4 separate regions of the Mus musculus genome follow, and regions 1, 2 and 4 are each linked to region 3. Evidence: chromatin contacts called from public promoter capture Hi-C and targeted proximity ligation data. All regions are on one chromosome and are shown on one strand. The core of a region is the stretch at or near the end of the contact, and the rest is flanking DNA. Distances in the headings are between cores, read along the strand shown. Region 1 overlaps Dennd3 (DENN/MADD domain containing 3). Region 2 overlaps Ptk2 (PTK2 protein tyrosine kinase 2). Region 3 holds the start of Ptk2 (PTK2 protein tyrosine kinase 2). Region 4 holds the start of Dennd3 (DENN/MADD domain containing 3).

The links. Promoter capture Hi-C pulls out the DNA fragments that hold promoters and counts their contacts.
Region 1: a contact with region 3 is called in a promoter capture Hi-C map of the C10 cell line. A contact is called at or near these places in 16 of 39 promoter capture datasets (the 3T3-L1 cell line, 3T3-L1-derived adipocytes, the C10 cell line and 10 more), 11 of 484 Hi-C or Micro-C datasets (the AML12 cell line, DN3 thymocytes, cerebral cortex and 7 more), 15 of 130 datasets of targeted methods (the SCID.adh cell line, astrocytes, bone marrow-derived macrophages and 11 more) and 3 of 9 other capture datasets (adipose tissue, liver and pancreatic islet).
Region 2: a contact with region 3 is called in a targeted proximity ligation map of the NIH/3T3 cell line, with 13 read pairs. A contact is called at or near these places in 16 of 39 promoter capture datasets (the 3T3-L1 cell line, 3T3-L1-derived adipocytes, the C10 cell line and 10 more), 12 of 484 Hi-C or Micro-C datasets (the N1E-115 cell line, Th1 cells, adipose-derived mesenchymal stem cells and 8 more), 28 of 130 datasets of targeted methods (the 230-238 cell line, CD8 T cells, the NIH/3T3 cell line and 18 more) and 4 of 9 other capture datasets (adipose tissue, embryonic stem cells, liver and 1 more).
Region 4: a contact with region 3 is called in a targeted proximity ligation map of intestinal villus epithelium, with 15 read pairs. A contact is called at or near these places in 5 of 39 promoter capture datasets (the C10 cell line, cranial neural crest, frontonasal cranial neural crest and 2 more), 13 of 484 Hi-C or Micro-C datasets (CD4 T cells, CD8 T cells, the MNK3 cell line and 8 more), 12 of 130 datasets of targeted methods (the SCID.adh cell line, embryonic forebrain, embryonic stem cells and 8 more) and 4 of 9 other capture datasets (adipose tissue, embryonic tail, liver and 1 more).

The regions. Positions count from the first base shown.
Region 1 is chr15:73,537,230-73,542,082 of GRCm38.p6, forward strand. It overlaps Dennd3 (DENN/MADD domain containing 3), which reads left to right. Exons shown (of 23, transcript NM_001081066.1): 8 at 61-182; 9 at 3,464-3,619. Among named protein-coding and RNA genes, the nearest start is that of Dennd3, 27 kb to the left of the region's middle.
Region 2 is chr15:73,316,701-73,321,955 of GRCm38.p6, forward strand. It overlaps Ptk2 (PTK2 protein tyrosine kinase 2), which reads right to left. Exons shown (of 35, transcript NM_001358046.1): 6 at 4,341-4,420; 7 at 4,075-4,137. It overlaps Gm41344 (a long non-coding RNA gene), which reads left to right. Exons shown (of 2, transcript XR_875404.2): 1 at 1-2,142. Among named protein-coding and RNA genes, the nearest start is that of Gm41344, 8.2 kb to the left of the region's middle.
Region 3 is chr15:73,420,662-73,425,519 of GRCm38.p6, forward strand. Ptk2 (PTK2 protein tyrosine kinase 2) reads right to left here and starts at 2,530. Exons shown (of 35, transcript NM_001358046.1): 1 at 2,348-2,530.
Region 4 is chr15:73,510,221-73,515,442 of GRCm38.p6, forward strand. Dennd3 (DENN/MADD domain containing 3) reads left to right here and starts at 2,340. Exons shown (of 23, transcript NM_001081066.1): 1 at 2,340-2,627. The coding sequence starts at 2,526.

The DNA.
Region 1 (4,853 bases), core at 1,367-3,866, 120 kb after region 3:
GTCTTACGTTTTAAAGGTGTGTGCAGAGTTGGGAGTCTTATGTTGACCTCTGCCTTCCAGGAAGCTGATGGTTTGGTCCTGATTGACATTGACCACGGGAGTGTCACCTGCTCCAAGTCTTCTGACGACAACATAGACATTCCTGATGTCCCCCTTCTGCTGGCACAGACCTTCATTCAGAGGTAATGTGAAATGGTATGTTTGAGCATGCCTGGGTTCCAAGTCTGTGTTTGCCACTTCCCTAATTTCTCATTGGGATGTATATTTTATGTAGTTAGGATTTGGGCATTGTACTGAATAATACTCCTCCTCCTCCTTTTCCTCCCCCTCCTCCTCCTCCTCCTCCTCCCCCTCCCCTCCCCCCTCCTCCTCCTTCTTTTGTAAGACAAGGTCTTACTATGTCGTTCTAGCTGTCCTGAATCTCTCTGTATAGACCAGGCTGGCCTTGAACTCAGAGATCCACCTGTATCTGCCTTCTGAGTGCTGGGATTAAAGGCATGAACCACCATGGCCTGGCTCTAGGGGTCACACCAGGATATGTGTGTGTGTGTGTGTGTGTGTGTGTGTGTGTGTGTGTGTATGTGTGTGTGTGTGTGTGTGTATTTTAAATGCTCACCTGCTGAGCTACAGCCCAGCCCTTATATGTTTTTTAGGCAGGGTCTCACTATGTAGTCAAGGCTGGCCTCAAACTCCCAATCTTGCTATCTCTGCCTCTGAGTGCTAAGGTATAGATATGCTCTCTGGTCCCCTTTGGTCCTCCTGTTGGGGGTCCTGGAACACTGGGCTGGGAAGCCAGGGCATTGTGTTTGAGCATGTGTGCTGGGCTTTCCTAAGCTCTCATGCTGGCCCTGTGGATATTCCCTTTCCTGGATGGTGCCTGCTAATTGTTGGTAAAGTATCTCTAGTCTGAAAATCCAAGCTTTAAAATACTTCAACATCTGTATCATTCTGAATGCTGACTCTGGGCCAGGAAAAAAATGTTTCATCCAATCTCATGTGACAGGTCACATTCAAAACACAGGTTTATGAGCCAGGCGGTGGGGGCACACACCTTTAACCCCAGCACTCAGGAGGCAGAGGTTAGTGGATCTCTGAGTTCAAGGCCAGCCTGGTCTACAGAGTGATTTCTAGGACAGCTAGGGCTACACAGAGAAACTCTTTGCCTAGAAAAATAAAAAACCAAACCAAACCAAAACCAAAACCGTGGTAAAGTGCCTTCATCTATGTCTTCATATAAATGACCTCGGTGTTTAGGCTCGGGTCCAGCACTGAGATGTATAGTATATGACGAGTGTATACATATTCATAGGTGTATATACTATATGCATATATGTTTAGGTACATGCAGGTATTCAGACTTTCACACCTGAAACACCTCTGCTCTCAAAGCTGGGTTCTTTGATCTGTGGTGGGGTTAGAACCCAGGGCCTCAGCACATGCTAAGCCCCATGAAAGACTCCGCAGTCAGGCTGGAGAGATGGGCCAGCAGTTAAGAGCACTGGCTCTCTCCTCTTCCAGAGGACTCAGGGCCAGTCCCCAGCATCCACATGGCAGCTCACAGCTGTCTGTAACTGTGTCAGGGGATCTGACTCCCTCACACGGGCATGCATGCAGGCAAAACACCAAAGAGATGGTAGGGAAAACATGGGGAGTTCACGGCTGCGGGAGCTACAGCTATAGCCATCTTCCTGCAGCGGCCTGGGGGGTTGGGTCAGGCTCCTGAGTGGATTCTTACATATTCCTCTTGATAAGCATGGCAGAGTCATTCCACGCTGACCTGGCTGTGCTGTTTGCTTTGGCAGAAGAACCTAGCATGGTTGGCATGCTTGCTTTTCAGAACCCAAGTACAGGGGTGTGGGGTTGGGTCCCTGCTGTGGCTGGCAGCACCCGCCCCCCCAATGTGCCTGTGGGTGAAGCATCTCACAGAGGTTCAGTCCAGGAACACTGTTTTATAAACCTGACAGATCCATATACTTCTAAGCCCGATCCAGGCCATTGTGGGGGCTCCTTAACTGTCCTAGAAGACAGAGCAACACCTATATACACACATGTTTGGCTGGAGGAACACAGGGCAGTAGGGTTTTTTTCTCCCAGATTCCCCTAGAGGTCCTGGGCCACAATGCTCTTCCTTTTCTTCTGATAAGAAGCTTTCTTCACTGTAGGTCAGGAATAAGGGCCCCTTTTTTGGTAGTGCCGGCTCTGTGTGTGTGTGTGTGTGTGTGTGTGTGTGTGTGTGTGTGTTGTGTGTGTGTGGAGGACAAGGTTCTACAGGGAACAGCTTCTTACTCCAAACTGTGCCCAAACAGAAGACCACCACACTGCAGGCAGCACCGCTGTGTTTCATGTAGGGGAGTCCCTGGTGTTCTGTCCCTCCTGTCCCCTGCTCTGTGCTCTGCCTGGCGAATGTCAGTTTGGTGCTATGTGCAGTTGCCGTAACCCTGTCACACGGGGAAGGAGCTGTGAGGCCTCACTGGTCAGGTCAGCAGGGCTGGGACACCTACCCAGGGCAGCCACACCAACCCGCACCTGCTCCTTTATGGTTCATGTGGTTTTGAATCATGCCAGGCCCTACAAGCTCACCGTGGGCACCCAAGAGCATCTCCTCTGCCTTACCCCTAGGGGCCATGTACCTTGCCTCTTACAGAGCAGGGTCAGACTCTCTCACAGGAGCACCCTCCTCCCATAGTCTGCCTTTTCACCATCATAGCCTCACCATAGGGAGTCTCCACTGGCCTTGATCGTGTTCTGCTCTGTGGCTGGCTTCTCTGTTTTCTGTTTCCCCCTATTCTGGCGTAAGATCCATGCAGTAGGGCCTCTGCCTGGTCCATACTCACAGTCTGTGCCTGACCCACAGTGGGTGCACAAAGAACATTTGTGGACCAGACTTGTGTTGCTCCCGCCTGTTTTAAATGACAGGCTTGTTTGCTAATGCCCAGGGCCTCCCTTGGGCAGATTTCATGTCCTTGAAATGCTGAGGACTGAGCCTATATCACCAAGCTTTTCTCAAAACATGGGCTTGAATGCTGATAGGAAGGCCAGGGCCTAGGCCTGTGTGGTGGCTTTGGCTTTGGGTAAGTTCCTCTGTGCCTGAGGACCTGCAGATGAGCCAATGGCCGCTCTATGCCAGACCACTGAATGGTGGCACTCAGGATCAGAGTAGCTTCTGGTCCTGCCTGGGCAAAGGATGTTGCTGGGTCGCTGATGGGTCACTGTTGGGAACCACGGGAACCATGGGAACTCCTGGCAGCCCTGACACAGAAATGTCTTGTGTCCTGGAAGGAGGCCTGATTGGGTCTGAAGCGAGGCCTTCATGTGGTAACATTTGGAATTGGGAATTAACTTTTGTAGCCCTGGGCCCTTAATGCCCTCCCTCACTGATGACGGGCATCAGAGCATCTTGAACTGTCTACCTGGTCTCTGCCCACGTCACACCAGGTACTCAGCTTAGCCTGCTTTTCCTCAGAGTCCAGAGTCTCCAGCTGCACCCGGATTTGCACCTTGCCCACCTGAGTGCCAGCACAGACTTGAACGAGGGCCGAGCCCGCCGCCGAGCCTGGCAGCAGACTCTCAACTGCAAGATTCAGCACATCACTCTACAGCTGCTCGTTGGCATCTTCAGGTATCACAGATCTGGGAGTGGCTACTGAGTTCATTTCCCAGCCTTTCCTCATGACAAGTGCAGCAGGGTCTGCTCTGACCCTGCCCAACACCCTCCCAGTCTTCAATATCTCTCTCTCCTATCACTGGACACTTAAATGGCTATTTCCAAGGTGGCTTCCTGGGAGATGGTGCCCATGTGCTCTGGCTGAAGGCTCAGGGTCAGTCCAGGGATGGTGTGTCCCAGAAGTGAAGAGATACCTGGGAGGGTGGGGGCCATAGCCACAGGACTCAGAAACCAGCCAGTGCGCCATCCAAGGGGCTCAGGACAGATGAGTGTGTGCTTTGCTGCCGGGAAGCTCTTTGACATTGCCCACTTCATGGTGTGTGCCTGTGCTGCCTGAGCCCCGGGGCGTCAGCTAAGTAGTCAAGTACAGTTTGTGTGTTGAATGTGACACTGTATAGGAGCTGAGTTGTTACTTCCAACAACTCAACACGCATCGATTAAGGAGTTGTATCACGGCTTGGGGCCTTTTCTTCCTTCCAACTCTTACTTCTGTAGCATCCTGCTCCTCTCTTGCTGCTTGCTCCGTGCATCCACAGAGAAGGAGGCTTTGATGCAGGTTCTGGTCTCTTCTGAAGGGTTGTCCACTCAGGGGAGGGGGTTGGCAGAGAGCCATGGCCCTCCCAGTAGTACTCTGATTATTTCCAAACTGAAACTTAAACAGCTTTGTTTTTTTGATGTCTTCACTTACAGAAAGCAAATTGATTAGTAAGAAAATGAAGTGGTGTGTCAGAGACAGATTGTATTGTTTTTTTGTTTGTTTGTTTTTGGGTGTTTTGTTTTTGTTTTGTTTTGTTTTGTTTTTTTGCTAAAAGTGTGGTCCTGGATATGTTTCTTTTTTATTCTTGGGAGGTACATTTTTTTGTAAAAAGATTTATTTATTTATTTATTTATTTATTTATTTATTTAATGTGTATGAGCACACTGTTGCTGTCTTCAGACATACCAAATGAACACATCAAATCCAATTACAGATGGTTTTGAGCCACCATATGGTTGCTGGGAATTAAACTCATGACCTCTGGAAGGTCTCTTATGCTCTTAACTGCTGAGCCATCTCTCCAGCCCCAGGGAGACCAATTTTTTTTTATAACTGAAGCAGTTGAGTGTCTTTATATATTTTTAAGCAAAACAAGAACAAAACAGTTTATAACCAAGTATCCTGGTGCAAGCCTGTGATCCCAGAATTTTA
Region 2 (5,255 bases), core at 856-3,355, 100 kb before region 3:
AAAACACCAGACCTCATGGCATACACCTGCAACCTCAATACTGAGGAGACTGAGTCACTCTGAGTCACACAGTGAGACTCCCCCCCCAAAAAAAAACCATAAATAAAAAGTAAGCAAAGATACACATTAAAAAGGTAGGAACAGAAATCTACTTATTGGTTTCATGTTTTTCTTTGAATTTTTTTTGGATGTGTGGTGTTTTGTATACATATATTTCTATGCATCATATATGTGTCTGGTATCCTCAGAAGACAGTAAGTGTCAGATCACTTGGTACTAGAGTAACAGGCGATAGTGAACTACTATGTGGGTACTGGGAATTGACCTCAGGTCCTTAGAAGGGCAGCAAGTACTCTTAACCACCAAGCCATTTCTCCAGGTCCAATTTCAAAGGTTTTAAAACAAACACTTGCTGGGCAATGGTAGTAAGCCTTTAATACCAGCACTTGGGAGACAGAGGCAGGAGGATCTCTTTGAATTCAAAGCTAGCCTGGGCTACAGGGTAAGTTCCCAGGACAAACAGGGAGGGTTACACAGAGAAATCTTGTCTCAAATATATTTTTTTTCTTTAAAGATTTATTTTTTTATTTATGTATGTATCTGTGTAGGTGTCTGCCTGAGTGTTATGCTACATGTGGGTGCTCATGGAAACCATTAGAGGTGCAAGGTACACTGGAGTTATAAGTGATTGTGGGGCCCTCCACCACTTGGTTTTAATTTTTATACACATTTAACATTTAAGTTAAGGAAGTGGTCATTTAGGAAGGGGTTGGGGGAAGGAAGAAGAGAAGAACAGGCTATAGAAGAAGAACAGGTATATACACTCAGGGTGGATGTAGACGTCTTCAGAGAGGATGATAAGGCTGGATAAAATGGTAGAATCTACACCTAACCTTATCTCATTTACAATGGATGCATGCTGCACCCATATTAAATCCTGACTGCAGTCTCCCCTCTTTCCTTTCTCCTAGTCTCTCCCTGCCATCTCCCTTCTCCCCTAGATCTATTCCTCCATTTCCCTTCAGAAAATAACAGGCCTCCCAGGGATATTAAACTAACATGGAGCATCTTGTAATCATATTAAGGCTGGACAAGGCAACCAAGTAGGAGGGAAAGGGTCCCAAAAAGCAGGCAAAAGAGTCAGAGACAACCCCTGCTCCCACTATTAGGTATCCCACAAGAACACAAAACTAAACTAAACAACCATAACATGTATGCAAAGGACCTAGCTCAGACCTAAAACAGGCTCCCTGGTTGTTGGTTCAGTCTGTTAAGCTCCTATGAGACCTGGCTAGTTGATTCTGTGGGGCATTTTCTGTGGTGTCCTTGAACCCACTAGTTCCTCCAAAGGATTAAGTTCTGTATTAAGACTAAGAAAATATGGGCTGGCGAGATGGCTCAGCAGGTAAGAGCACTGACTGCTCTTCAAAAAGGGTCTGAGCTCAAATCCCAGCAACCACATGGTGGCTCACAACCACCCGTAATGAGATCTGACGCCCTCTTCTGGTGTGTCTGAAGACAGCTACGGTGTACTTATGTATAATAATAAATAAATCTTTGGACTGGAGCAAGCAGGGACTGAGTGAGGGGGGTTGACAGGAGCGAGCAGAGGTCCTAAAAATTTAATTCCCAACTACCTCATGAAGGCTCACAACCATCTGTTCAGCTACAGTGTACCCGTATACATAAAATAAATAAATAAATATTTTTAAAAAAAAAAGACTGAAAAAATATGGGATATGAATCCTGCCCCACTTAACAATGTAACTAAAATTTTCTCTAACTAGAGAACATTTTATTACCTTTGAAAACAACCTAAAACCCATTCAAAAGCACTCCAAATTAACCCAACTGGTAACGCCTATACTCTGTTAGTCATTTTGGCCAATGTTCTTTGGAAGAGCTCTACAGTTTGGTTTCATGCTGACTGATCATCTCTCCTCTTCACAGTATTGATTACAGTCAATTCACAGTTCTGGGATCATGAAACTCAATCCTCTGGTAATACCAACAGGCAGCTACCAGCATGACCACTTCTGTATACCACAAAAGGCTTCTCATCAAGTAGCAAGAGAAAAGCTAGGCCTGGAGCCAGGGGCTCTGCACATGCAACCACTCAGCTATCACCAATCCTTTGAAGTGGTAAGTGACATCATACAAATGACACAACTGCAGAGTCACTGTGGCAAAAGTGCAAAAACTTGGGTATTTTAAGTGAAGCACATACAAAAGAGCCAAGCAAAGTTATAGTCACAGAATATAAGATCGTTTCTTGCAGTAGCCACCATGTTTACCTGTGCGATCACTACATATATATGCATATACAAACTGAGCACTACAGACTGTATCACTCAGGGGCTCAGCCATGTCTCCTAAGCAGGATCTGATTCACATGTATGCTCTGACTCTTCCTCTCTTGTCCAGTAGTAAAAACCACAGCTCTGACCTTTGTAAAGGAATCTCACAGTCCATTTTTCTGATTTTTCACAAAAAAGAACCCACACATGAATTTTAAAGGTGCTGGGTAAGACCCCAATCCTTTCTCTTCTGCTAATTTGTTCTCTGCTGCCTGATTTTTGTAATTTCTAGAAACCAGCTTTACATCAACAGTACTGCAAAACTTGCCTCGTTTCTAACTTAGGAACTGGAACCTAAAACTTTCTCCAAATACTTCATCTAGATGAATGCCTGCAATCCCAGTACTGGGACTGAAGGCAATAGGAGCTAATGTTCAAAGCCAGCAGGCTAAATGAAAACCTGTCTCATACAACCACCACCAAAAACAAACAAAAGACGAAAAAACCTTTAATAATTTCTCAGGTTCTAGCAATCTGAATTTTAAGTAATAAGGAGTTTCTAAGGCTGAAGAATATATCTATTTTAAATTAAAAACAAGACAAACAACAACAAAAACAAACAGCAACTGCTAAACCGAAACTAAGGAAGGACAGTAAAAATTCTACTGAAAATTACTTCTTTTGTACCCGTCTCATCGATCAGTGGATACAATGCATGTGACATATTTTCATAGACATATTTATTATCTGCTAGGCATACACTGTCGTCTTAAACTCAGAGAGTAGAAGCTGCATTCGCTTTGGGCACTGTTAAACATGACGGACAGACTGGACCAGCAAAGGCTTACAAACAGCCAAGATGAATCTAAAGTACCTATTACTAACAGTAACTGTTTTCCAAAATACTTTTACTTTTCTTTTTCTATGACCATATCTGCTGTACAAGCTCCTATTTTCAGCATGGGGGAATGTGATACTATCATACTATAAAAGTATTTGTACTGGCCTAGAAAGTCTAAATAAAATCTAAAGCCATTTATAGTCTTCATTACAACAGATGAGCTCTGAGCAAACTTTGATGTTATGTTAGCACATCTCTCAAAATACTACAAAAACTTCAATAACAATACAGATGGAAACTATAGTGGTAAATAACAGTAAAATGGAGCTTCGCTCAGATATGATAAATATTAACTATCTGGCTCAATTAATTATCAACAAGATGAAACACAGAACGTTTATCAAGATACTTTTATTGAGGTCCAATTTCCCTTACACACATTTAAAACAATGAAACACAACAGATAAATATGCAAACTAGTATCATTACTAGAAATTGTCTCCTGTTCTACATTCTCTAATACATGAGTAGCAAATAACTCTCATTTCTCCATTTGTTAAAAGAATCCTTCATTTATCTGCAGAGAAAATGAATAATTAACCAATATATGGGCAACTCGGAATTTCAATGTAAAACAGAAGCAAAGTATCATGTCAGTGAAATTTAACGTATACTTTTTAAAAACCAAACCCATTTGTCTAGTATAAATGTATTTATGTTGTTAGATCATACACATAATTAACTGTAAGACATTTAACATTACATTTAAATGTTTGTGAATAAGATTAAGGCCATCAGCACTTTTTTTTTAGAAGCTTTTTCTCCTCCAAATAAAAACTGAGAAGACCATTACGTCAGGCAACCTCTAAGTAGAGATGAGCTAGGAGGAAGTTAACTCAAGAGTCTGCATGGGCAGCTCGCACGTGCAGTACTTACTCTAATACTTCATAGTTGGACTTCTTCTCTAGGGCATTACCCCTCATCTCCCAATAGGATCGCCTAAAAACAGGAAACACATACACTGACGTGTGTATAAAAGTAATCTTTAGGCTGTTACAGGAGAGACAACTAGGAAAGGCAGATCTAATAGTAAATAATGTGGAATATCTCACAGTTTAATCATGATTTTACTGATAATTTCATAAGGAAGACAATACATAAAAATTAAACAGACACAAAAACTATGTAGCATTACTACCTACCTAATTTCCAAACAACCCAACTTCAAAGCTATTTCTTGGTCTACTTGATCAGCTATTTCTTGCATGTAGTCACTCTTCACCTGAAATAAAGGAATAGAAGACAGGAATGTTTGTAATATGATCAATCCCTAAATATTTGCTGAATGCTTTTTACATATTTGTTCACATTTTATCAATAATTATACTGAAATTTGGATACAAAATAAGTAACACCAGAAAACAACGTAAAATATAAGTCTTTTGTACACATGCATGTTCTCCACAGAAGTGTGCGGGTCAGAGAAACGTTTTGTGGCGCTGGTTCTCTCCTTCCACGTTACCTGGGATCCAGCAATGAAATTCAGGTTGCCAGGCTTCGGTAGCAAGCATCATTACTGCACCTTTTACCAACGTGGGCTTGTACAATCTAAGACTGATCAACTTGTGTGTGGCTTTGAAGCCACAACAATGCTCTGCTGCTTCATGGTCTCCCCACTCAGCCCAAAGCAGAAATGAGCAGCATTTCTACTAAACTGCAGAACAATTTTTCTCTGAGTAATAAATCCAGTTCCCAAAGCATTTGGGGGCCTCAGAGCAAAAGCCACAAAAAATTCATGTTCTTCAAAATTCAATGTACAACCTCACAGTCCCCACCTAACTGTTCACTCTGTTATAAATCTGTGAAGGAACACACCTGAAGTCCAACATAAAGCAACAGTGGTGATACCTCTGGCAATAAACATGTTCAATTAAAAACAGATGGGGCCAGATTTAGTGGTACAATCCTGCCATTCCACAGTGAGTCTTTGTTTCAAACACACAAAAAGCAGGCCAGTAAGATGGCTGAGCAAATAAAAGGGCTGGCTGCACAGAGCTGATTACTTGAGTTTGATCCCAGGAACCCAGAATGGAGAGGAAAAAGGGATCCTGAAAGTT
Region 3 (4,858 bases), core at 1,280-3,779:
CTGCTACCACCAGCAATGATGATCCGATGATGATGATGATGATGATGATGATGACGACGACGACGACAACTACAGGCTGGTAAGATAGCACCACAGGAAATAGCACTTGGCTGTAATAAGCCCAGCAACTTAAATTCAACCTCTGGTAGAAGGCAAGAAGCAACTCCACAAAGTTGCTCTGACCTCCACACTTGCACTGAGGTACACGCCAACTTGCACACATATCATACACACACACAAATAATGAAAAAAAATTAACTTTTAATGTGACTGAATTTAAAACAAGAAGTGACCCAGGTAAAAATTCATCTAAACCGAAAATGTCTAATGCAAACTAAAAAGATTTGCACACTATATGAACATGTTGAGCCACATCTTTTGTAATTCATTTTTAATTATTTTCTCAAAATTAAGACCTAAGGGGCGAGTCGACTCAAAATTTCTGTGAACAAAGTTCCTACTTCTCTTACTCAAATTAACATCCCAAGAAAGGGCAATGATGTCAAAACTAGTTTTATTGCATTATACAGTGTAATATAAAATCCTTTCTTCTACATGCTCAATCATCTTTAAAGCAACTCGGGTTAACACCTCTTTATATTCTGAGGGAAGGACTGTGCCACTGCTCAAACTCCGAGCCTTTCACACGTAACACACAAAGAGCTAACTGCCCAGCCTACAAATGTCTTTTAGATCTCCCAATTCCTATGGAGAAGAGTTATCTAACCAGCTCCAGAACAGGGTTTTGAGGACTGGGGGATTATGTAATTTCCAACAACAGGATTAGAGTTCCAAACTACTTCACATACCCCGCTTCCTCCGTGCTGCCTCCTCCCACCCTTCACAGCTACTGCTGGAACTCCACCCCCAACACTTCCTTGTTTAGTGGGCTGCCAGCCTCAAACACAGTAGGTCCCATCTACTCTAGGGAGCTTGCCAAAGCTGTCCTGGCCCCACACTATGGATTTTGAGCCAAAAGGACTTACCTGTCCAGGCATCATCTCTTCCTGAGCCACACAGTCCTAAAAGCTGTGACTTGTGGGTCCCTCCCAAACAGAAGCCACCTTTGCCTGTAGATCACGTATAAGTTAGCTTATATGGCAATGTCCCTAACAAGATCCTTTCCAGGAAAATGTACTCTTGTAGCCTTTTAATAAGCTCAAGTGTCTTAAAAGGAGGCCAGGGATCGGCCCACTTACAACAGCCACAAATATAAAACTAAATTCATAATAATACTGGGAACCATGTCCACGTTCCTTAAAGTTTCCTGTTAGGACTGGGGGCGTGGCTTTGTGGACCAGCACGAACCGCGTGGGAAGCCCTGGTGTTTCATACCCAGGAAAAAAAAAAAAAAGTTCACGTTTAAATACTACACGAAACTCAACAGTATCACTGAGTGGAAATATTATCTATAGTGTATCTCCACAAAAATTCGGAGAATGCTAATGTTAGATGAACTAGCTCTTTTTATGTCTGCATTCACAATACTTCTGTCCCAGGTCACTGTTCAGAGACCTGTCTTTGAAAGGAGACTTTTCATTCCTCAGTTTATAAATACACACACACACAGTGAGGCGCTGCTATTTCACTTCAAGTAGTAATAACCCATTACCACAACCATGATAAAGCTTCCATTCTAAGTAGAAATGCCAGCGCTGGTCAGATTTAAAACGAACCCGCAAACTCTTGCAGTGCCTTCAGCTCCAACCTATTTCAACCAGTTCCCATAATCATTACAGTATTGCTATTATCTTGGTCCCACTGCCAAACACCCAGCTGCAGTCTAACTATGCAAGAATGAGACACTGTTGAAATGGCTTTCAAAAAGCAACTTTCTCCTCGGCGCATTTCTCCGCAAAAAAAAAATTAAAATAAAATAAAATAAACCTTACAATTAAACGACACAAGTGCGCACACAGACACGATCGCTCCTCCGAGCGGTGCCACAAAAGCAGCCGGCGAGGACCGGCGGGGACAGGCAGCGCGCCGTGGCGGGGCTGGGTCGGGGCGGAGGGAACTTGGACAGCACAATGACTCCGGGGTTCGTGCGGTCGCACTGGAAGCCCCGCGCCGGCCACCCCGCGGCTGCTCAGCACTCCGCCTGCCACCTCTTTTGTTTTTCGGCTTTCGGGCCTCCCGGTCCCCGCCGCGCCCGCCCCGCCGTCCCGGACCCCGCGGCCTCTCGCGCCCCAGCCCCGCGGCCTCCTCAGCCCTCGGGGCCCGGCCTGACGAGGAGCGAGGCCGGGGCGCGGTGGGGGCCGTGTCCGCCGAAGCCCGCACCGCGGCCCGCGCCGCCCAACGCCCTGAGCCCGCGCCTCCGCGGCCGCGGCCCGAGCCCCGCACTCACCGGCCACCACTGGGCGCGCGAGGCTGAGGCAGATAGAAGGCAGCGGGGCGGCGCCGGCACCGGCAGCCGTGCTCTCTCCCACGCGCACGCCGGGCGCACGGCGGTCCGGCCGGCGGCGGTAGCGGTGACGGCGGGCTCGCGCCCTCGGGCCGTGCTGAGTCGGCGCGGGCCCGCGCGTGCGCCGTGGCTGGGGAGCGCGCGCCCACACCTCGCGGCGCGCAATGCCTCACCTCAGCGCAGAGCTCTACGCCTGCGCAGTGCGGACCGCGCCTGCGCAGAGCAGTCCGGCGCGCCCGGCTCCTAGTAAAGTGTATCCCAGCTGTGCGGGCGTGGCGTCGTCCGCGGATAGCGCTGTTCCGGGATGACGAGGTGGCCCCTGTGGCCGCCCCAGGGTCTGCGGACTAGGCCTGGGTCCCTCACGGTCACAGGAGATCCTTAGCCGCACACACGCCGGCCCTGATCTTCTCCAGGCTTCACCGCTTCAATAGAGGTTCATGGGCTTTCTGTAGATGGGGAAACTGAGGCACAGAGAGTATTTTAATGGATCTCTGAAGACGGTCCGAAAGATCGTTTAGGAGTGCCTGGGGCCACTCACATTCCAGCCCCTTCCCGCAGCCCCTGTAGATCTTAAGACTGGGGAAGCCTTTCGGGGACACTGGGTGGACAGGAGGGCCAGAACGGGAGAGCCACTGTGGATGGCTGCTGGCTTAAGAGCCAGTTCCAGCGCGGAACTTACCACGAAACGTGAGACTGGGGGGACACCTTTGCCTGAATCAAGCAGGTGGCCCTGTCCTTCCGAGCCGTGCCTAGTTTCCCTGAGTTTGTTTTTGTGCAGCAACCCTACGGAGAGTCTTAAGCAGGAAGTGGTGACTGATTTGTGATCTCTGAAAAAAAAAAAGGAAAAAAATCACTGGCATCCTTGCGGTAGGAAATGAAACCAGAAGCGGGGAACTTTCATTTTTAATGGTGTCATTTTGATCTTCGACCACAAGCCAACGAGCAAGCAGGACAGGCAGTGAAAGGTGAACACAGAACCACCAACCACTACATACCTGGGAGCTGTAATTTACTCAGGTATAATAAAACGCTTTGAGTTGTCGAGATTTTGCCATATTTTAGTGTTTCTTTTTTATTGTTTTTTTTAATGAAGTGTATTAAACTTGGATTTGAACTAGTAGTGGTGGTTATGTTTGGGGGTTTTTTTTTCTCTCCCAGATTTATTTATTTTATTGTACTTGTGTGTTTTCCTTGAATGTATATATGGGTATCACACACATGCCTGGTGCACGTGGAGGTCAGAAGAGGGTATTGGATCTCTTCTGAAATTAGAGATAGTCGTGAGCCAGCCACCATGTTGGTGTGGGAATAGAATCTAGGACCTTTCCAAAGACAAGTGCTCTTAACCACTGAGGGATCCCTCTAGCTCTAGTTTTATTTTGTTTCGTTCTTGTTTGTTTGTTTGTTTGTTTGAGATATAGTTTCATGTAGCCCAGGCTGTACTAAAACTTTCTGTGTAGCTGAGGATAGCCTTGAACTCCAGCTCTTTCTACTTCCATCTTCTGGTGCTGGGATTACAGATTATGTCACAATAGCCAACCTATAGTGTTTTTCTGCACTTAAAATTAGAAGGGATTATGTCTCTGTGTCACCTCTAGCACTTTTTCTTCGGCCCCATGTTAGTTGTCACTTCGGTAATGTCAGCTGACTACTTTGAAACCCGAGCCACCCATTGCCCTGCTGAGTGTGCTCCCATCTAGGCTCCTTGCCTGCTTACCCTGTTGTCTCCAAACCTATTGTTCAGAACAGTTCAACACTGCTCTTGTCCGTCTCTCGATTGTCTCTGCTCTGGACTTCTAGATTCATAGAACAGGGACTTTGTTTTGTTCCCCAGGCAGTCCCTGGCACACAGTAAATATTTGTTGAGTGGGTGAATGAAGCTTTGCATGGTGTAAAATGAGAGATTATTATTTAAAGTATCAGAAGGATAGGGGGGAGGGGCTTGGAGTGGTGACACAAAAGGGGGTTTGCATCAAAAATGGCTTTGTGAGGAGAGGTAGCACTCTGCAGTGGACTGAAAAGGGTCACCGAGTCTTTGACAGGCCTCCCAACAGGAGGCAGAATCTGAGTTTTCACCCCTTGAATCTGCACAAGTCTCATACTTTGCTTTGATCACAGTGATACATCATAGGTGACATGGTGCTGATCACAGGATACCCAAAGCTGTTTCTTCTTAACCCTGACAAAAGAGTGAAAGTTGGCCTCCTAAGCAAGCCACATGGGACCCTAGCAGCAAGCTGCCAGCCTCTAGGCTTGTGAGCGAGGCTATGCTGAGCCACCCAGCTCCAGCCAAATGGTCAGTCAATAGCAGCCTCATGGGGCCTTCAAAGACCAGTAATGTCCAGCTGAATACAGTCCGCACCTCCAAATTGTGTCTTGTGTCTTAGTTACTTTGTCAAAACACCATGACCGCAGCCAGGCATTGGTGGCACATGCCTTTAATCCCAGCACTTG
Region 4 (5,222 bases), core at 1,090-3,589, 89 kb after region 3:
TGAATAATTGGCTAACTTCTTTCTCTTTTTTGAGGTAAGCTCTTACTAGGCAGCATTGGCTAGCCTGGAACTCAGTATTTAGACCAAAATGACCTCAAACTCAAAGATCTGCCTGCCTTTGCCTCCCAAATACTGGGTTAAAGTGTGTGCTATCATGTCTGGTTGTGATTGGAGGGTTGTTGTTTTGTTTTGTTTCTGAGACAGGGTTTCTCTGTGTAGCTTTGAGTATTCTGGAACTTGATCTGTGAACCAGGCTGGCCTCAAAGTCAGAGATTCACCTGCCTCTGCCTCTGCCTCCCAAATGCTGGATTAAGGGTGTGTCTTAGTCAGAGTTTCTATTCCTGCACAAACATCATGACCAAGAAGCAAGTTGGGGAGGAAAGGGTTTATTCGGCTTACACTTCCATACTGCTGCTTATCACCAAGGAAGTCAGGACTGGAACTCAAGCAGGTCAGGAAGCAGGAGCTGATGCAGAAGCCATGGAGGGATGTTCTTTACTGGCTTGCTTCCCCTGGCTTGCTCAGCCTGCTTTCTTATAGAACCCAACACTACCAGCCCAGAGATGGTCCCACCCACAAGGGGCCTTTCCCCCTTGATCACTAATTGAGAAAACGCCTTACAGCTGGATCTCATGGAGGCATTTCCTCAACTGAAGCTCCTTTCTCTGTGATAACTCCAGCCTGTGTCAAGTTGACACAAAACCAGCCAGTACAGGGTGTGTGCACCGTTGCCACCTAGCTGTGATTGGAGTTTCTTAATGCCACTTCTAGGCCATTTCCAGATCTGTTTGTGCACAGTATAGTTCCATAATCTGCATGTTCTGAGGTACCTGGGAACAGAAGAGGACTCTTGTGGCTCTGGTACATGCTAAGCAAGTACATGCTTGACCACAAACCCTAGGCCCATGGTAGGTTTCTTGTGGGTACTTACTTGGAAAGTACCTGCAGCATGGGTCATGGGGACTTTTATTTATCTATTTCTGCTGTGTAGCCTGTACTGGCCTGAAATTCCTTTATGATCCTCTGCCCACTTTCAAATTGTTACAATTACAGAAGCAAACCACTAGTCCTATGGGGATTTAATTTAAAAAGCACAGAACCAGGAAGCCTGGGAGATTATGTGGCTGGACTTTCTGGCACAGGGAGGCTTACAGAAGATGAACTCTGGAGCCTGGCTGTGGACTTTCCACCTCAGTCAGGAACAGAGCAGATATAAGATCTGCTCTACCCTGAGCCTTACAGGGTCCCTGCCAACTGAATGTCCTGGCCTCCATTCCACAGGACATTCCACAAACAGGAAGTAGAGGCCAATAGATGCTAGGTCTGCCCATATACACACATAGTTGACACAGTAGATTTTGATTAAGATTCTGATTGCTTACAGAGTGGCCCACGGTCTGTGATGGATCCCTATGAGGCTTGCTCCGCTCAGGTCTGTGCCTAGCTGAGGCCATCTCAGATGAGCTAATGCAAGAGTCAGATAAGCAGGTATAAAACTTTAATATCAGTGACATTAACACGTCCTTTGGGTTCCTGGACAAGGGATGAGGGCTGCAGAGGTCAGGCAGCCTACAGGCTGGCTAGGCTGCTTCTGAGTCCTGCTCCCCACCCCTACCCCAGCCAGCCTACCCAGGTTTTGCTCCCAAGACTTGTTTAGTCACTCTAGGCTGATGTTTTGACAAATATTTGACGCTACTAGTGATCATTCCTTCAGTGTTTTTGTTTTTTAATATATAATATATAATTCCTGGAAAAGTTCATTGGTCTTCCACCTTGCCCATTTCATGCTAAATTTAACCGAGGTTCTTGCAGAGGCCTGCAGTCAACCGTGAAGCTACTCATCAGGAGTGGATCTTCACACTCCCTTCCCGACGGTTCTTCCAGGTACCCACAGGGTCTACTTCCCGTCCTGGCACAAGAGAGCTTCCTGGAGGTGGCAGGAGACCAGGCCTTTGTCCCTTACTTGTTGGGGGGGGGGGGAGGGCGGGCGTGGACCTCTGGAGAAGAGCCTCCGGGGCTGGATGACGTGGCTGGTCACCTGGGGATGCCGCCCATTCCTTCCGTATTCCGGGGGACAGGAGGAGGGGCCAAACCCGCAGAGGGGCTTAGGAAATGACTGAGCTTGTGTGGCGGCAGAGTCCGCCCGCACCCCCTTCTTCCCACCCCGAAGAGGCCACACCCACGCAGGTCCGGCCAGACACGCCTCCATAGAAGTCCTGCCCCTGCCAAATCACAGACCAGGCTCGTTCACGCTATCCAGGCCCCGCCTCCTAGGTCCCGTCCACACCGGACCCCCCCCCCCCCCACACACACACACAGGCCACGCCCCTCCTATTTGCTCGTAGGCCCCGCCCATTCCGCGGACGCGGCTGGCTGGCAACCAGCCCAAGAGAGGCGGGGAGGCTTGGGCAGGGGTGCTCCGCTGGGGTCTGGGTTGTGGGCGCCGGCGCCCTCTGAGTCGCGTCACCCCGGCCCGACAATCGAGGGCTCGGAGCGCAGTGTGCTAGGCGGGTGGCGGGAAGGTCATGGCGGAGCCCGCGGCGCGACACCTGTCGCTGCCCTCGGGGCTGCTGGAGTTGTGCGCGCTGCTGGGCGCCTCTCAAGACAGCCTCCGCGGCCTGGAGCAGGTAAGGGGTTAGAGGGGAAACTGAGTTGGGGTGGGGGAGACAGAGAGGTGCCAGCCAGGTTTGAGTGTGGCTGGCTTCAGAGGCTACGCACCGCTGCGGCGCCAAAGCCTCAGGGTCAGGTCCCAGCTGTGAGGGATGAGCACAGCTCATAGGGCAACTGGCGGCTGGCCTTTCCTCCCTCCGGGACCGGCCGGCTTGGACTTGGTGCTTGTGGTGGTACAGACCGGCTTCTGTGCACTGAAGCGTTCCTCCACACTCAGGATGTGGGGCGAGGTGCTGGCCCAGCGGGGATCTGCTGAGTTCACGGGCAACTAGACAAGATCCTCTCCCAGTAGCGACTAAATGGTTCCCTTCACTGCCTAAGTGATGGGTTCTGTACTCCGTGCCGAATAGTGAGGTTTCAGGTGTTAGAGTCAACCACCAGCTTTGAATATTCCACTTTTAGTCGAGCTTGCTGCATAGCCATTTTCTTCACTTGCTGTGCAGTCCCTCCCTTCTCTCCGTCTGTGCCTAGGAACCAAAGATAGATTCAGCTCCCTGTCTCTGGAAAGACAGCAGCGGCGTCTGAACATCTCATACTCCTGATTTCTGCGCTGTGTTTTCTTTCGTTTTTTTATTCTGGAACCCAGGTTGTTTTCTCCCAATCCATTGGTGCTTCAATTTTTCTTTTGAACCCGGCATAATTGGGAACTGCCATTTTCTCAGCGATTTCCCTAGTATCCCGTTAAGTGTCTGGAGAGATCATCTGAGTGTTGCATATCGATGTGATGAGTAGTGGAGACAAAACAAGAAAAGTTAACCGTCAGTAAAAGTAGCCGAATGAGTGTTAAAGCCTAGATAGTTTGGGCTGGTGAGGTGGCTCCCCGGGTAAGAGCACTGACTGCTCTTTCTAAGGTCCTGAGTTCAAATCCCAGCAACCACATGGTGGCTAACAATCATCCATAATGAGATATGTTGCTCTCTTCCGTGTGTCTAAAGACAGCTACAGTGAACTTACATATGATAATAAATAAATCTAAAAAAATTAAAATAAAAAGCCTAGATAGTTTCTTCCCTAAGTGAATGTGACCAGTAAATGGCCCTTGTCCCTATGAAAATGATTTGTCACTTCTCTGATGTCCCTTATAAATGCCAGTGTGTCCTCCATTGTCTTTGTGCCTCTAACTTACCAAACAGCACTGCCTTTTTTTTTTTTTTTTCTTCTTAGAATCGGAAATGGCCTGGTTTCACTGTGGTCTCTCTGGGCATCTGTCCGTGTCTTTGTGCCCTGGGTCTTGCAGTATGGTTCTTGCCTGTTGGGTGTGAGGCATGATTTTTGAGAACCGGCTTAGTCAACTGGGGGATTCAGAGTGGTACTTTCCCGAATTAGGCAGTCGGTGGCACCTCCCAGGTGAGAGGGGGGAGTTTCAGGCTAGTTTGCCTCATTGTGTGCTCTGCTAGGAATTTCAAAGAGAGGGGAGAAAAAAAAAACAGTCCAGGATTAGGGGGGAAAGGAGAGTTAGAGATGGACTAAAACTTTAGAATAATTTCATTTTATGTCAACATCACTGTTAGAGTTAGTCAGATTTTATTCACTTTATTTTTTGTAGTAATTCTCTTTTGAATGTCCAAGGTTTTAAAATTTGTTGTTGTTGTTGTTGTTGTTGTTTTGTTTTTTTGGAGACAGGGTTTTTCTGTATAGCCCTGGCTGTCCTGGAACTCACTTTGTAGACCAGGCTGGCCTCGAACTCAGAAATCCACCTGCTTCTGCCTCCCAGTTGCTGGGAATAAAGGCGTGCGCCAATAAAGGTGGCAATAATTTTTAATTTTACTTTAAAAAAGGCATTTTACTGAGTGTGGTGGCTTGCTCCTGTAGTTCCAATCCTCGAGAGCCTGAGGCAGGAGGACCACTGTGAGTTTGAATGCAGCCGAGGTTATAGAGTGAGTTCTAGATAGGTCAACCTGGGCTACAGAGTGAGATCCTGTCTTCAGAAACAAAGCAAAACAAACAAGCAAGCAAACAAAACTTTATGGTGGCACAAATCTATAATACCTGTACTTGCAAAGTAGAATCGGGAAGGTAAGAAAGGAGCCCAGAGAGCCGGGTGTGGTGGCACACGCCTTTAATCCCAGCACTTGGGAGGCAGAGGCAGGCGGATTTCTGAGTTCGAGGCCAGCCTGGTCTACAGAGTGAGTTCCAGGACAGCCAGGGCTATACAGAGAAACCCTGTCTCAAAAAACCAAAAAAAAAAAAAAAAAAAAAAAAAGAAAGAAAGGAGCCCAGGACGGCCTTGGTGGCAAAGTGATTTCAGAAGCCAGCCTGGGCTACACGAGACCCTGTCTCAAAAAATAGTTACCATTTCTCTGTGGTCTGAATATTCCTATTTGGTGACACATAAAAACAGAAGGCTGGAAGTATGAGAAGAAATAGTCCAGCTTAAGGTCAAGAGATGTAGAGCCCTGTTTATTTCTTAGAAGGTGCCTTATCTCTGTGGTATTTCATAGGTGGGGGTGGGGGTGGGGTGGGGAGGACCAGTCATTTGTTGGAAATCCTGACAGGTACTTCAGAGTTGACCAAGTCCCCCTGTGATTCAGTGCGGTTAGTTTTGGTTTCCC